2 separate regions of the Sus scrofa genome follow, and region 2 is linked to region 1. A link is a contact called in public promoter capture Hi-C data. All regions are on one chromosome and are shown on one strand. Each heading gives the region's core, a stretch centred on a gene start, on an enhancer-like site or on the middle of the called end of the contact. The rest is flanking DNA. Distances are from core to core; before and after follow the strand shown. Region 1 holds the start of STAM2 (signal transducing adapter molecule 2). Region 2 holds the start of ARL5A (ADP-ribosylation factor-like protein 5A).

Evidence for each region. Promoter capture Hi-C pulls out the DNA fragments that hold promoters and counts their contacts.
Region 2: a contact with region 1 is called in a promoter capture Hi-C map of fetal liver, with 2.6 times the contacts expected there. The contact joins the promoter of ARL5A here to the promoter of STAM2 in region 1. A contact is called at or near these places in 2 of 5 promoter capture datasets (fetal liver and liver), 3 of 47 Hi-C or Micro-C datasets (fetal liver, liver and subcutaneous adipose tissue) and 1 of 2 datasets of contacts at active chromatin or transcription factors (alveolar macrophages).

What each region holds. Positions count from the first base shown.
Region 1 is chr15:111,331-118,727 of Sscrofa11.1, forward strand. STAM2 (signal transducing adapter molecule 2) reads left to right here and starts at 3,967. Exons shown (of 14, transcript XM_013997353.2): 1 at 3,967-4,199. The coding sequence starts at 4,160.
Region 2 is chr15:463,196-470,592 of Sscrofa11.1, forward strand. ARL5A (ADP-ribosylation factor-like protein 5A) reads left to right here and starts at 4,730. Exons shown (of 6, transcript XM_021076258.1): 1 at 4,730-5,113. The coding sequence starts at 5,068.

The DNA of each region.
Region 1 (7,397 bases), core at 2,717-5,216:
TTTTTTTTTTTTTTTTAAAAAGAGAAAGTTGGAGTTCCCGCTGTGGCTCAGTGGTTAACGAATCTGACTAAGAACCATGAGGACGAGGGTTCGATTCCTGGCTTTGTTCAGTGGGTTAAGGATCTAGCATTGCCGTGAGCTGCGGTGTGCGTTGCAGATGCAGCTTGGATCCCACATTGCTGTGGCTCTGGTGTAGGCCGGTGGCTATAGCTCTGATTAGACCCCTAGCCTGGGAACCTCCACATGCCACGGGTGCTGCCCTAGAAAAGGCAAAAAGACCAAAAAATAAAATAAAATAAAATAATTAAAAAAAGAGAAAGTTGAGTTCCTGTTGTGGCTCAGTGGGTTAGGAACTCAACACAGTGTCTATGAGGAATGGGGTTTGATCCCTGGTCTCACTCAGTGGGTTAAGAATCTGGCCTTATCACAAGCTGCAGCATAGGTCGAAGATGTGGCTCAGACTCCTAGCCCAGGAACTTCCATAATGCTGCCGGTATGGCCATAAAAAGAAAACATGTAAAAAGGTAAAAACCTGCTTACAAATATGTGGCCCTTGACTGGCATCTGGGAACTTAGATTTTGGGAAAGTTCCCACAATTCCCTGATAAGAATGGCTCCTGGTGCCTAAACCCTTTGTACAAACAATGTGGTCTATGCTGAACACCTGCTTGCTTTCTGAGAGTCTGGAGTATGGATGTGTGTTAGGCAGAAGGTGCTTGGGTGACTATCCCTCAACAAAAACCCTGGGCATTGAATTTGCAATGAGCTTACCTTGTAGATGACATTTCACACGTATTGTACAACTCACTGCTGGAGGATTTAAGCATGTTCTGCGTACCTCCACTGAGAGAGGACTCCTGGAAGCTTGTGCCCCAGACTTTGCCCTATGTGCCATTTCCCTTTATTGATTTTGTTTTGTATCCTTTGGTTGTAATAAAATACTGTCATGTACTGATGACTATAAGCTGAGTATTGTGGGTCCTTAATGAGTCATTGAACCTGGGGGTGATCTTGGTGACACTTGACACACCTGGATTGGATCTGGGGGCAAGGAGGGGCCATTAATGTAAACATTGGCAAAATCCCAGTAAATCTAAGGTTTAGTTTGTCGTGCCTCAGCGGTAATGAATCCAACTAGCATCCATAAGGATGCAATTCGATCCCTGGCCTCACTCAGTGGGTTAAGGATCTGGCATTGCTGGGAGCTGCAGTGTAGGTCACAGATGAGGCTTGGATCCAAGCGTTGCTATGACTGTGACATAGGCCAGCAGCTGTAGCTCCAATTTGACCCCTAGCCAGGGAACTTCAGTATGCTGTGGGTATGGCCCAAAAAGACAAAACAAAACCCCCCAAAACAAAACACTCAAACCAAATGCTTTGGAAATTAATGAAAAATAATATACCATGCATCGCAAAGACACACATTAGCCAAACTGAAATACAAATAGAAAAATGAGAGAAGGGAAGAGAAAGAGAGAAAGAGGGAGGGAGGGCGAGCAAGCGAGCAATCTAGCTTTATTTACTGTAGCCAGAGGGAAAGATTGCAGTTAAAAAAAAAATCAGACACGGAACCTGATTGTGAGAGTAGCAGAATTGAAAAGAAGGTTGAATTCATAACCCTTAGCATAGTGTAGACTCAAGTCAGGACTTGCTGGGGAATGAATGAGACCAAGACCTAGGATTAGGCTATCTGGGTGGATACTCTTGGGAACTTTGAGCTCATTTACCTCAATCCTCTGGACCCACAGAAGTGGTTACTTGCTCCTAGGCTAGAGGGTAGGGGCCTCCCTTTGCCTGAAGATCATGGAGAAGCCTCACCTGAAGAAGGTGCCTTCCAAGATGCTACTTTCCCTTCTCAAGATTTCCCACAATCACCTTCAGAGTTTCTAGACCAATACCTAGGATCAAGTTTCATCATGGTCTGACTTGGGGAAGCACAGTCTTCTGTTTCTGGAATGAAAAGGGTTATTCACCAAATATCATACTGGTAGAATTGGAAGAATACATTTGGGGATGGATCTTGGTCTACGTTCAGAGAAAGTGGGGTGAGGTAAGGCTATTTGTTGAGTGTAAGCCCAAAATAAAAACAACAACAAAATCAAAAATCTCTCGAGACTGAATTTAACTGAAATTGATGAGATTATTTTGTTATCAGGGAGACTGGGGCTCAAAAGAGGCTGTAGTACAGAAAAATGAAAAAGTTGCATTTCTTTACACACTAGAATTTATGGGCTGTCATTGACCTATCTTTTAAGCCTTCAGTAACTTCACATTAGGTGAAGCATTCACGAACAATCTTTGATCTTGTTTCTAACACATGGTTTGGCTCTCAGTGACTATTAAATATTTTGTTACTTGCACTCACCAAGAGACTGAGTATAGGCACAGAAAAGTACCTACAGATTCTTGAGTATGCTTGCTAGTAAAGATGGAGGAGCTAAAGGGGCCTCTTTAAAATGTAAATGCTTTCCAAAGGCAGGTCCTCAGTCAGTCCTTTGCTCTCATCTCAATACAATCTTCTCTACAATATCTCTTCTTTAAGTGCTCCAGTAGCCTCTCACACTGTTCTGCTGCCTGGACTGCTTCTATATATAGAAGAATTACAGGAACTCCAAGTAATTCCTAACATTACAAAAATCATTGAAAAATTGGAAGCTCTAGGAGTTCCCGTTGTGGCTCAGCTGTAAGCAATGCAACTAGTATCTATGAGATGCAGGTACAATCCGTGGCCTTGCTTAGTGGGTTAAGGATCCAGAGTTGCCACAAGCTGCGGCTTACATCACAGATTCGGCTCAGATCCAGTACTGCTGTGGCTGTGGTGTAGGCCAGCAGCAGCAGCTCTGATTTGACCCCTAGCCAGAGAACTTCCATATGCCACAGGTGTGGCCCAAAAAAGAAAAAAAAAAAAAAAAAAAAAAGGAAAAAGAAAAATTGGAAGCTCTAGTAGGGGCCACACTTCAACAAGTCGCTTAAGTTTACTGGTAGCTGCCATGTGCTGTTTGGCTGGATTTGAAAGAAATAAAAGGTGCCGAGCGCCCACTGCTTGCTGGACAGAGTTTTAGATGCCAGGGATACAGCAGTGAACAAAAATAATCATGGTGTTTACATTCTAAAGAGGAGATACAGAAAACGCAATAAGTAAATGACACATTAGGAAGTGACAAATGCTATAGAAACATTAAACAAGGTTAAGAGGGTTTGGGAGTGTGTCCGTGGGAAGGATGCTTTCAAGTTCATATTCATTACCTGGCTAGCTCACATGGGAATTTGAGTTTGTGACCCCAGTTATTTAGCGGGATCATCACGTACTGTCACGTATATGCTATACACCACGCCCATAAAACTGTCAGCAACTTGAAGGCAGGGAGTGTGCCTCATTCTCTTTGGATTCCCTGAGTCCAGCAGTGTTTTCAGGGCGAGAGCACGACGGAATGCGAAGAGTGAGGAATCCCCGCAGAACCATAACAACTTCTACGACCCCTTTCCAGGGTGGTTATTCCAGGGGGTTTGCAGCCCGCTAAGCTCCAGAAGCAGAGCCAAATCCTTCCCCGGCTGTCAAAGCCCAAAGGATCCGTTCGTCTCCATGGCAACGGGACTGTGACGCGGACGCAGCCGAGGGCCCAGGGCCGCTTGGGACTAGCCCACAGCTTGGGAAAAGACTAAACCTCAGGGAACTTGCTGGTCAGCACCCGCGGCCCCCCGCAGAGAGTCCCGAACCCCCGCGCCCCCTGTTGAGCTGCGCCGGCTCAGCAGCTCCCGCGCCCCCGGCGTCGCCAGCTCTAGGCGCGACGACTTCCGGCCCTGAAGGTCCCCTGCCCCGTGGCTCGCTGGGGCCCTAGCGATGGGAAGGTGGCCACGGCGGCCGCCTGAGCCCTGCAGCAGCTTCCGCCCAGGGCTGCCGCCTTCTCCCGGCGGGCGGCGACTACCCGGCGCTAAGCAGACGCCCGCGGCTGGCCGGACCTCGCCCTGGGAGAGGAGTTAGGGGCGGAGCGCATACCGGGAGCTGGCGGTCAGGCGGGAGCAGGGCAGGTGCGGTGGCGGAAGTGCGGGAGGCGGTCGGCGCTGAGCCGCCTAAGAAGCCGCGGCGGCGGGCCTCCCAGCCGGAAGCAACCGCCGAGCCTTAGCCTCACCGCAGCCACTAGGGCTCCGGGCCGGCGAAATGCCTCTGTTCACCGCCAACCCCTTCGAGCAAGACGTGGGTAAGTGCTGGGTCTGGCCCCGGGCTGTTGTTTGCTGTGCTGGAAAGTGGGCGGGGGCGACTCCGGGGACTGGAAAGCGGCAGAGGGAGCGAAGGGGGTGGCCCGCTGCCTGGCAGCTGGGATTTTTCAGGGGGCAGCTTTCGTGCGTGGTAGCAAGCAGCCTCAGGAGGGTGTCCAGTCCTCCTGCAGCTGAGGACCTGGAAAGAGGGCCTTTCCCCACTCCAGGCGCAGGAATAGGGAACAGCCTGGGGCTCCCTGGAGACTTGACTGATGAAGCAGTTGCAGAGTTGAGGACGCAAACTTCCAATTCTCTGTAGAGCTCGTTGAGTCTAGTGTCACCCCCTCCCTCCACTCCCCCGCACTTAAGGAAGGATGCAAGAGTCCAGACCTGCTTAGAGACTCCAGCTTGCCCCCATTTAACCGGAAGAACCTATTTCACCTGGCTTATGTACACATGCATCCAGGCCCTGATAGAACCAAGCACGGCTTCCGGATTTCTTTATGAGAGTTGGAAGTGTTACTCTATCGTGGATGGTGCAAGTGCTGTAAGAGGCTTTGTCTCAGTGTATGAAAAGGAAAATCCCAGGTTCTCCAAACAGTCCAGGACAACTGATCTTTTACTTATTTGGCATCGTCGGAATGCTGAGGACTCAGTGACTATGGAGTGAGGAAAAGATGGACCGGGTATGAGAACTTATTTATGGCATTAGGAAAACAGTGAAACAGGCGAAATAGATATTTCTGTAGCAGTAATTAATTACTGCGAATTTCTGTAGCAGTAGTAGCGTTTTAGGGGAATGAAAAAACGCATCGCTGAAAATTGCTAGTCATACAGAATCTTGCACATCTAGCACTGAGGCACCCGTTTCATAGTTAATAATTTTCTCAGTATAAGGAAAGTCTCAAAAATGCTTAATTTTGGTATATTTTGGGATCCCAAAAGCGTGCTCAGAAATCAAATGTGTTGAATAAGTCCCTTTCATTCCCAGAGAGCCAAAAATTGTATAATTATATTTTCCCCCTTAAACAGCCTTCAAATATATATTTTTATAATTTTCATTCAACTTTTTTCTTGGTGGTTAACATTGGTGACTGGTATAAACATAGGAAACACAATGTTGAGGCTCACAGCATCAGCCTTTGGAACACCTTCTGGTGTCTTCCTTTGTTGCAGTGAGACCTGCACTTTTTATGGCCGTTGTGGTTTTATCGTAGAGGGGGGAAAAAGCAAAATAGAATAAGACATGATTTTCAAACTTAAAACCTGTGAACTCTTCAAGGGAGATCTTTTCTGGAAGCCTATTGTTTTTTGATTGAAAAACTTTGGTAGGAGTAAGTGGAGTTGCTCTGCCTGTTTTGCTTTTCTAATCCTCCCCCTCAATGGCTCCTGAGGTTCCTGCACAGTTCAGTGGGTCACAGTTTAGTACCACTGGAGTAAAAGAGACGCTGCTGTTCAGACCAAAAAAAAAAAAAAAAAAAAAAGAGAAAGAAAAGAAAACCAAAACAAAACAAAACTGTATAAATTATTTCATGGGCAGTGCCATCAACCAAAGCTTCAAGTACTTGTTTGTTAACTCAAGTATGACTGAAGTCAATATCCAAAAGACAGTTTAAAGATGAAATGGAGAATTCGATTGTAACTTCTTTCAGGCAAGTGGTTGAAATTAATAGAAAAAGCAGCATGAAATACTAAGGGTTTCAGGTCAAACCGGCTTTAAACCTCTGTGATAGAAATAAAATTATATATTGCATTTTTCAAAACTTAAAGCCCCCTTTGAAATACAATAGTTAAGTACTATGACAAGCAAGTCAATATTTAACTTGAGTTCTCCATAGGAATGTTCCTTTGCAAGGTCATTGTCCTTTTTACCTACGCTCTTTGATTCAGTCTGATTTTTATGACCATTGTTTTTCTTTTTGTCATAGCTTTGTTTGCCTTTCATTCAGCAAACAGGCATTGAGTGATTACCGTGTGTCAGACATTGTGTTAAGTTCTGGGGACACAAATTCAATAAATAAACTGGGTTCCCTCAGGAAACGCTCAGTCTAATGCGGGACGCATATACACATAAAAAGATAATTGTAATATAATGTGAAAAGTATGGTACTGGAATACGGAAGATGCTTTACATTCTTTCTTTCTTTAAAACAGTCATCTTCCCTGAAGAGAAGATGAGGACCTTCAGGCAGAAACCTCTGTAAAGATGTTGACATATCCTCTCTCTCTCCCTGCTTTTCTGACAGCACTTACATCTGCAGGAAGTAACCACCTCTTACTATATGTGTGGTATGGTCATTTTATAATGGACCTTTGGTCGGTGCAGTCTCACCACAGGGTGAACAGTCTTTCTGACATCGTGCATGTGTGGAAGAAATCCCTTTCTCAGTCCCTGAGACCCCAAGAAAAGGCTGTAGTGAGTCTAGATGTCCAGGGAGGCACTCCTAGGTTGACAGTGGTTTGTGGCTTGTTTAGTGGAAGCAGACCAAAGGCTGGGAGGTGAGGAACTCTGGCAAGTTCCTACTTTTTCTTGGAGTCAGAAACTACAAATCCTGAAGGGAATGCTAGGTATGGTAGCATTAGAGCTCTTTAAATATTTATTGGAATTCTTCTAATCTGGGTTAATTGTTTGTTTAGTTGAATAAAATTCCTTTGAGGCTATGCTGAGAAAAAAAGAAAGAAAATGGCCATACATGTCCCCCCACCCACCCTGGCCCTGAGTTTCATCTTAAAAGGGGTGTGTAAGTTTCCTAAGCTGGAGCCTGGTTGGGGCAACCTTGTTAGGAGATTCCAAAGAGACAGTAAAACATGGGGGGCAGAGCCACAATAAGAAGATTTAGTGGTGGAATTAAAAGGGGAGATGTCCTTTCATTATATTCTGCGCCATTTTTTCCAGTCTCATGACATTGGTTTCCAAGTCATGTCTGTTTTTGCCCCCTCACTCCAGTTCTTATTTGCCTCTTTTTTCTCCTTAATCAAGCCAGGCAATCTTTCTTGCCAGTTTCTTCCTCTGCCATTTACTATTTACTGATAGATTTTTGCTTTTTTCAACAACAGGTGGTATCTCCTTCCTTAAAGAGATACTTAGTTGTGTTCCACCAAGCTAAGCTCAAATTCTACCTCTGCAAAACTCTTCTGACACATTGAATTGAAGTATGACCTTTTATCTTAAAAGGAGATTTTTCCAAGTGAAATTTGAA
Region 2 (7,397 bases), core at 3,480-5,979, 350 kb after region 1:
TTTGTTTTTTTTTTTTTTTTTTTTTTTGTCTTTAAGGCCCTACCCGCAGCATATGAAAGTTCCCAAGCTAGAGGTCAAATTGGAGCTGCAGCTGCCAGCCTACATCACAGCCACAGCAACCCACCAGTTGTGACCCACATCTGTGATCTACACCATAGCTCATGGCAACGCCATATCCTTAACCCACTGAGCAAGGCCAGGGATTGAACCTGCATCCTCATGTGTACTAGTCAGGTTCATCACCACTGATCCACAATGGGAACTCCCATCTCTAAAATACTTTTTATCTAAAAATACATATATTAAATGCTTTTAAGCTGGTAATCATCTGAAGCATAGAAAACAATGCCTGAAATACAGTAGATGTTGACTGAGCGAATGCTACCTCAATTACTAGAGATGTGCCATATAAGGCTGCCCCAACTATCAACGCATTTCGAGCCACAACCTGCAACTCCCAACTGGGAGAATTGCAGCTCACTGCAATCACTCCATCAACCTGGCCCTATGCCTAAAGCCACCTTTTGCTTCATCAGTACATCTCTACTAATAAGTTGTAGAGAGAAACATCTTGTTTGTCCTGTCATAAAGCATGCAGATTAGCATAGTTTTTAGACTGTGGCCTCTAACACTTGTCTGGGTTCAAAGCCTAGATCCAGCAGTAACTTGCTGTGAGTTTGGGGTAATCACTTAATTCCTCTGTGCCTGGGTCTGTTTCTGTAGAGTGATTTTTCTTATGGCTATATGTCACATTTTCAGGTTTTTTTGTATGTCCACTAATTTTTTATATTGAATTTAGGATATTGTAAAAGTTCCATGTGCATGATTTGATCTTGTCGTCTCCATCTTTGAAGAAGGTTCCATTTGTTTTGATAAGCAGCTAAGCAACTGTGAGTTTGATCCTTTCAAGGTTTGTTTTTAAGCCACTTAAAGGACAGGTCTAGAGTGAGACATCCTTAGGAAAATTTAGCTCCTCTTCTAAGCTCTCTGGCATGTCTACTCAATGTCCCATATATTCTGTGTGTTCTCTTCACACTGGCTAAAGGGAACACAAATTATTTTTGGCCCTTTGTAAACTCTGGGAATACTTGTTTTACAGCTCCCTGGTACTGGCTTTTTCCCCTCAGTTGTTACTGGCTAGACTCATGGGGTTCCATACTGGTTTTCTATTACACATGTATGGATTGTTATGCAGTCAAGACTGTATAACAGTCAACTTACGTAGTTTTCTGGAGATTTTCTCTGGATAATTCCATCTTTTCAATCACTCTGCTTCACCAGTTCTAGTTGCCTTGATCTCTTGGAATGCTTGATCTCTTGGAATGCCTTGATCTCTTGGAATGCTGATCTCTGTCTTCAAATGAAGAGACTCATTTAAGTTCCTCCTCCCTCTTGTAGCTGACTGGAATTGCCTCTAGGCAGAAAATCCACACAATAAAACTTCATTGGTGTCTTTTATCAAGGGATCACAGTCTTGCGCTTGGTATTGACCAATGTTTGAAAATAGCTGTTTTCTATACTTTGTCCAATTTCCTATTTATTGTGGTAATAAAACCACACAATTCATATTGGGATGTGGACCCATGGACAGGGGCTTGAAGGCAGCAAAAACCCAAATTGGGGCTTGAACCCACTGGCTTTTTTTTTTTTTGGCCACTCTACCGCATGTGGAGTTTACAGGCCAGGGAGCAGATCTGAGCCACAGTTGAAACCCATACCACAGCTGCAGCAACACTGGATCCTTTAACCCATTGTGCAGGCTGGGAATCAAACCTGCATCCTGGCACTACAGAGACACCAGATCTCATTGCACCACATTGGGAACTCCCCTACTGCCTTTTCATTAAAGTCGCATACCTGGCCTCAGGACTTACTGAGGTTCAGGTTCTTTATGTCTCAGCACAGAAGGAATTCAGTGACAGGCAAAGCAATTGGTGAGAAGTAGATTCATTGAGAGAGTATGGACCATCTCAGAAGACAAGAGCAGCCTGGAAGATACACATTCCATAGACAGAATGCAGTTGTCTCAAAAGTTGAGAGAGTGCCCGAAATATGGGGTCATTCATTCTTATAGGCTGGGTAATTTCACAGGCTAAAGAGTGTGAAGGACTAGGCTAAGGAATGGGAAGGGACAGGGATTTCTGGGTACTGAGCCACTGTCCACTTTTGAGCCTTTTATAGTTGGCCTCAGAACTGTCATGGTACCTATAGGTGTGTCATTTAGCTGATATATTACAGTGAGCATATAATGAGGCTCCAGGTCTACTGGAAGTCAAACCTTCTGCCATATTGGGCCTAATTAGTTCTAGCCAGCTTTTATCTTATCCTCCATGGCTATGTCATTCTTTTAAAGGTTGGGCCTTGCTCTCTTCCCTCCTGGTTCAGTAGGAGATCAATTCTAGACCATCCTGCTCCCTTATAAGTGGAAGCAGAAGTCTCTCCAATGACATTTTGCACAACACTATAGTCATGAATAAATTAGTCTTTGAAAAGTTTTTTTTATAATGATTTTTATTTTTTCCATTATATGTGGTTTACTGTGTTCTGTCAATTTTCTGCTGTACAGCAAGATGACCCAGTCACAAATACATGCATACATTCTTGTGTCTTTCAAAAGTCTTATGAGTCTGTTTTTATAAATAGCTTCATACTAGTCAATAAACGTTCTCAATTACTTCTATTGTAGTTCCAAATTTGTATTTCACCCTTTTTTTCCCTTTATTTAATTTTACTTTTTGAGAGACACTTGGAAAATTATCTCAGAGGGAGTTCCCATTCTGGCTCAGCAGGTTATAAACCCAACGAGTATCCATGAGGATGTGGGTTCAATCCCTGGCCTTGCTCAGTGGGTTAAGGATCCCACATTGCTGTGGCGTGGTGTAGGTCAGCAGCTGCAGCTCTGATTCGACTCCTAGCCTGGAAACTTCCCTATGCAGTAGGTGCAGTCCTAAAAAAAGAAAAAAAAAAAAAAAAGATTTTTAAAAGAAAATAATCTATAAGACCATCTCTTTAATGAAGATTATAAAATATGAAGCCCAAACTTCACAAGTTAATGTGGATATGACATCCATTTAATAAATTGACAGAGATGTGTGGAGAGTTTGCAAAAAGTTTTAGAGCTGCCAAAAGCATTACTTGTAGTGTACAAGAATGGAATTATTAGAGGGTTAATGTAAATTGATTATGCAAACAATATTGTTTTTCTAAATAGCCTAGAGAGTACTTTATTATGTAACTACAAACACAACAATCCACAAGTTAAAATGGATTAATATAGCAATTTTCTTTCCCTTCATAAAGGCTTTTTAACCATAAGTCCCAAAGGAAAACAAAGGACGTTTTCCTGAACAATTGTTTAAAAAGAGACACGTTTCTGTCCTCAATGCTGCCCTTTGCTTTACAGGTACAAGTTTTCTAGCTCAAGACGACTAAGAAAAAATGTAGATTGTCTTGAGTTCTTACTCAAATGAGGTATTTTGTATATATTGAGAAGAGATAGTGTATGGCTAGAAGTGGGGTGGAAAAGTATAGTTTATTGCTGGTTCTAATTTCCTTAGCTCTTGCAGATGAGTGGGTGTGTAGGCAGGAGCTGTTCAAAATATCTTTTACAGTTCCCCCACTTTTTTCTTTCTCTTCCTTTTTACCAAAGTTAAGGAGAAGAGAAGGGATTCGAGCTGTTTCTGGTTTCTTTGTGGAAGAGAACAACCTTGGTTTCTTTTTTCCCACCTTTGCCTCTAACAAGAGTGGAGACTAATTACTACAGGCATCAGATGGTCCAGAATCAAAGAAAGACCTCAGCAACAAACCCTCTGCTTTTACATATAAAAAGTGGAGGCAAAGAGAGGTTAAGTAACTTGCCTAGCCAAAAAATAACACCTGAAACAAGAACTCTGATATCAAGTTACCTAATTATTCGCTTATATTCTAGTTTTCAACTAAGTATCCCACAGCAGAGGGTTGATGAAACAGTGTGACTCTTGCATAGTATGTGGCACAGCTGTTCAAAGTGTTCAGGCAAGAAGCCTAAAAGAGCAGACAGAACATTTGACCACCTATTTAACCAGCTTGGAATGATGGGAGTTACAGCTGGAAAGGACGGCTGAAGCCAAACTGTGGAGAACAATGCGTATCTAAAGCATTTGGATTTTACTGCTCAAATAGCTCTAGTGGCCACTAAACAATTTTAAACATGGGAGTGACTCGATCAAGATCGGACAAGATTGGCCTGAAAACATGGGAGTGACTTGATCTTGTTTCGGACAACATTGGCCTGAAAGGGGAGGAAGATTGGAGAGGGAATAGCCTTGAGGTACAGAATAGCCCTAAAGCGACTGCCTAGGTAAGGTCACCCTGCTGGGTGTTCAGGCCTAAAAGTTTCAGAGATAAAGGTGCTGAGCTTCTCTCAAAGACCCTGCAGGAATGCCGCGCTTATGAAGGCCGGGACGTGGTACTTGGGTGCGGTGTGAACGCAGGGTTGGGGATGTGCACTCAATAACATGTTCACATTATGGCTCTGTGGAAGAAATGCAGAGAAAAACAAAGCTCGCTGAGACGCCCACGCAAGCAGACGAGAGCCAGCAGCCCCAACCAGCACCCTGCGCGCTTGGATCCCCGGGCTCGTCCCGCCGCCTACAGGTCGCCTGGTTTTCTCAGATCAGCTGGGGCCGGGCAGGCGCCCTTCTCCAGGCCACGCCCCTCCAGCCGTGCGCCTGCGCCTTCCCGTCCGCTTCGCCCCGCCCCTCGCCTCCCCCGCCCGCCTGGGCGCCGCCGCCGCAGCCGCCCGAGAGGAGCTGGGGGAGGACGGTGGCCCGCGAGGCTCGTCGCAGACAACGCGGCGGCGATGTCCGCGAGCCAGGCGAGAGCCGCGGCGGCAGCGGCGGGGCCTCGCGCACGGGAGGGCGACCTGGGCTGCGGCCTCCCTCCGGTTCCTAGGAAGCGGGCCGGCGGCCAGCGCGGGAGCAGCAGCGGCAGAGACGGAGGCTCCGGCGCGTCTCTTTCCTCCCCTTGAGCCTGAGCTGGGGGAGGCCAGGAGGCCCGGGTGGCTGGAGGGGGGTCCGCTGCCCGAGAATGGGAATTCTCTTCACCAGGATATGGAGACTGTTCAATCACCAGGGTAGGGGCTGGGGCCGAGCGCGTACGGGTCGGGGAGAGGGTCAGCCCTGGACGCGTTGGGGGGTGGTCTCCGAACACTTCCGGAGTGTGGGCGGCGCGGTCTCGGCTCTGGTTCCCGGCTGCTGGGGATGCGGGCCTGGGGCGGTTCGATCCCACGCCCAGCTAAGGAATGGTTCCCGACTCGCAGCCCTTTGTCTTAGGAGACCTTCCTAAGAAGTCCATTCCGCAAATACACCCATTGCTCCGATTTCAGTTGTGAGCGGCGGTTTCTTGCCCCCCGTCCGACCCCCCGAGCTGCATAGCCTGGTCCATTTTCCTTGAACAGTTGGAGGTTTGCATGCCACGGAGAAATGCTGAGGTTCTCTGGGATGAGCATTACCGAGGGTTGCTGAATGCGGAAAACGTGAGCAATCGCTCTTGACTTGTCCAGTACACCTCAGGTTTATGAGAGTCTTCCCTGCACTCCCCCACCCGGGAGAAGCCACTTAGGCGTCCTGAGTAGTGATGGTCCTCTCCGTTTGCCGTATTTATATCTGTTTAAGGTCATTTTCCTACTCGTGTTGGTTAGTAAAGTAGAGGGTTTGGGGGCTGGATTAGAAATGTTAAGGTGTTTTATTGAAAGCATTTAAAAACCATATCGTATGAAGTGTTTGTTAAGTGTAGGTAACTAGTAAGTTACCAAGTGTAGAGTGTGTGGTCAAAGAGACGCTCAAGTTCATCTAAACTCAAAACAGTGCCTTGAAATGCATATCAGATTTATTGAAATATGTTCCAAAATAAATGTAAAACTGGGGAAGGAAGATACAATTTTAGGAAAAAGACTCCATGGTGCTTAAGATACAGCATAGTTATTGGTGTACTTTTGTTTCATTTTAACTCAAGTTGGGTGATTCATCATCCCTGCTGTCAGTAACTTAGTTTGTGTTTTCCTCTTGTGTAAGCTAGTAGTAGTGTCACAGCCTAAGATTTTCCAGTAAAGACTTAAAGGAATGGTGGCATCTATTATGTACCACCGTCCCGCCTCCTGTTTGATCCTGCTGCTCCTGTAAGAAGACTGTGGAAAGGGAGCAGAACTAGGAACTTGTGATCTCTAGAGTATTTTTTTAAAAAAACTAAAGATGATAATGTAGGTCACATGGTACTAAATGAAAGAGTAATATTTCAGATGATTTTCAAATGATATGGGGAATTTTCATAAACTGGATGAAGCCAGTTTTAATCTACACAGCCTCTGGCTGGCTGTTTCTGTTGGGAGAGGGCAAGGGGGAACCAGTCACTTCACCTCCCTGGATCTGGAGCTCCCCTAGAACAGCTGGGATCTTGACTATATATGACTGAAGTCCACAAAACTTAATCTCTAGGTCTCAAGAATTGAAATTTAAAATTGCTGTAAAATGGGTGGTGCTTATAATAGATAAGATCTATTCTGGCTTTTAAATCCATCATTTTGTATTATTTTTAGCAAAGCTAGTAAATTTCAGTTCTGCTATGAAATTTAAAAAGACTTTGCTTGTTAATTGAGCTCCAGTACTGCAAGCAAAATTAGATGTCTCTACTTTCTATTTTGAGTCAATGATAAAATTATTTGTCTCTGTAATTTAAGAATGAATTAGAACTTTGCCAACAGCTACATGCCAGTAGTAAGTAATGAGATGTTCTTTGTTACCACTAAAAATCTCTGAGTAGTGTTCTTATTACCTATACTTTGTGGTAATTTTTGACTGGACCTTTATTTCAATGTTGGGAATTAATAGTAAGAGGAATTAAGTGAGGTTAAGTTCTAATTTAGATGTCAGTGTTGTGAAAATGTGAATAAACTATTTCTCTTCTGTTAAATGATGTCGTTGTCTTATCAGTAAGGTCACAGTGTTCACCATTAAATCTAGTATCAGGTGCTTTTTAGTCTTTTTAGTTCTGTAAATTGGATGTATATGTCTTTTATGTGTGTGTCAGATATATCTTAGATGTTTTATTTTACCTTTATAAGATACAGAACACAACCCTATGTTCTTTTCACATAAACTCTTGGAAGATTTTGGGGATTACAGAGTTTTCTATGCTGATAGAACAAACTCTGTGCCATTTCTTTTCTGAACTCCCTTTAGAACAGCTTTTTCAGTTTAAGCTCAGCTAGGTTGAGTACACAGTGAAAGCTAATTGCATATTGCTCAAACTTGAAAAACCAGAGGTTGCATTCACATGCTGTTTAAATCAATAGGGTACAAACTTTGTCCTGGATGTTGAATGTATCTTTTTTTTTTTTTTTTTAAATGTTTCTAAAATCC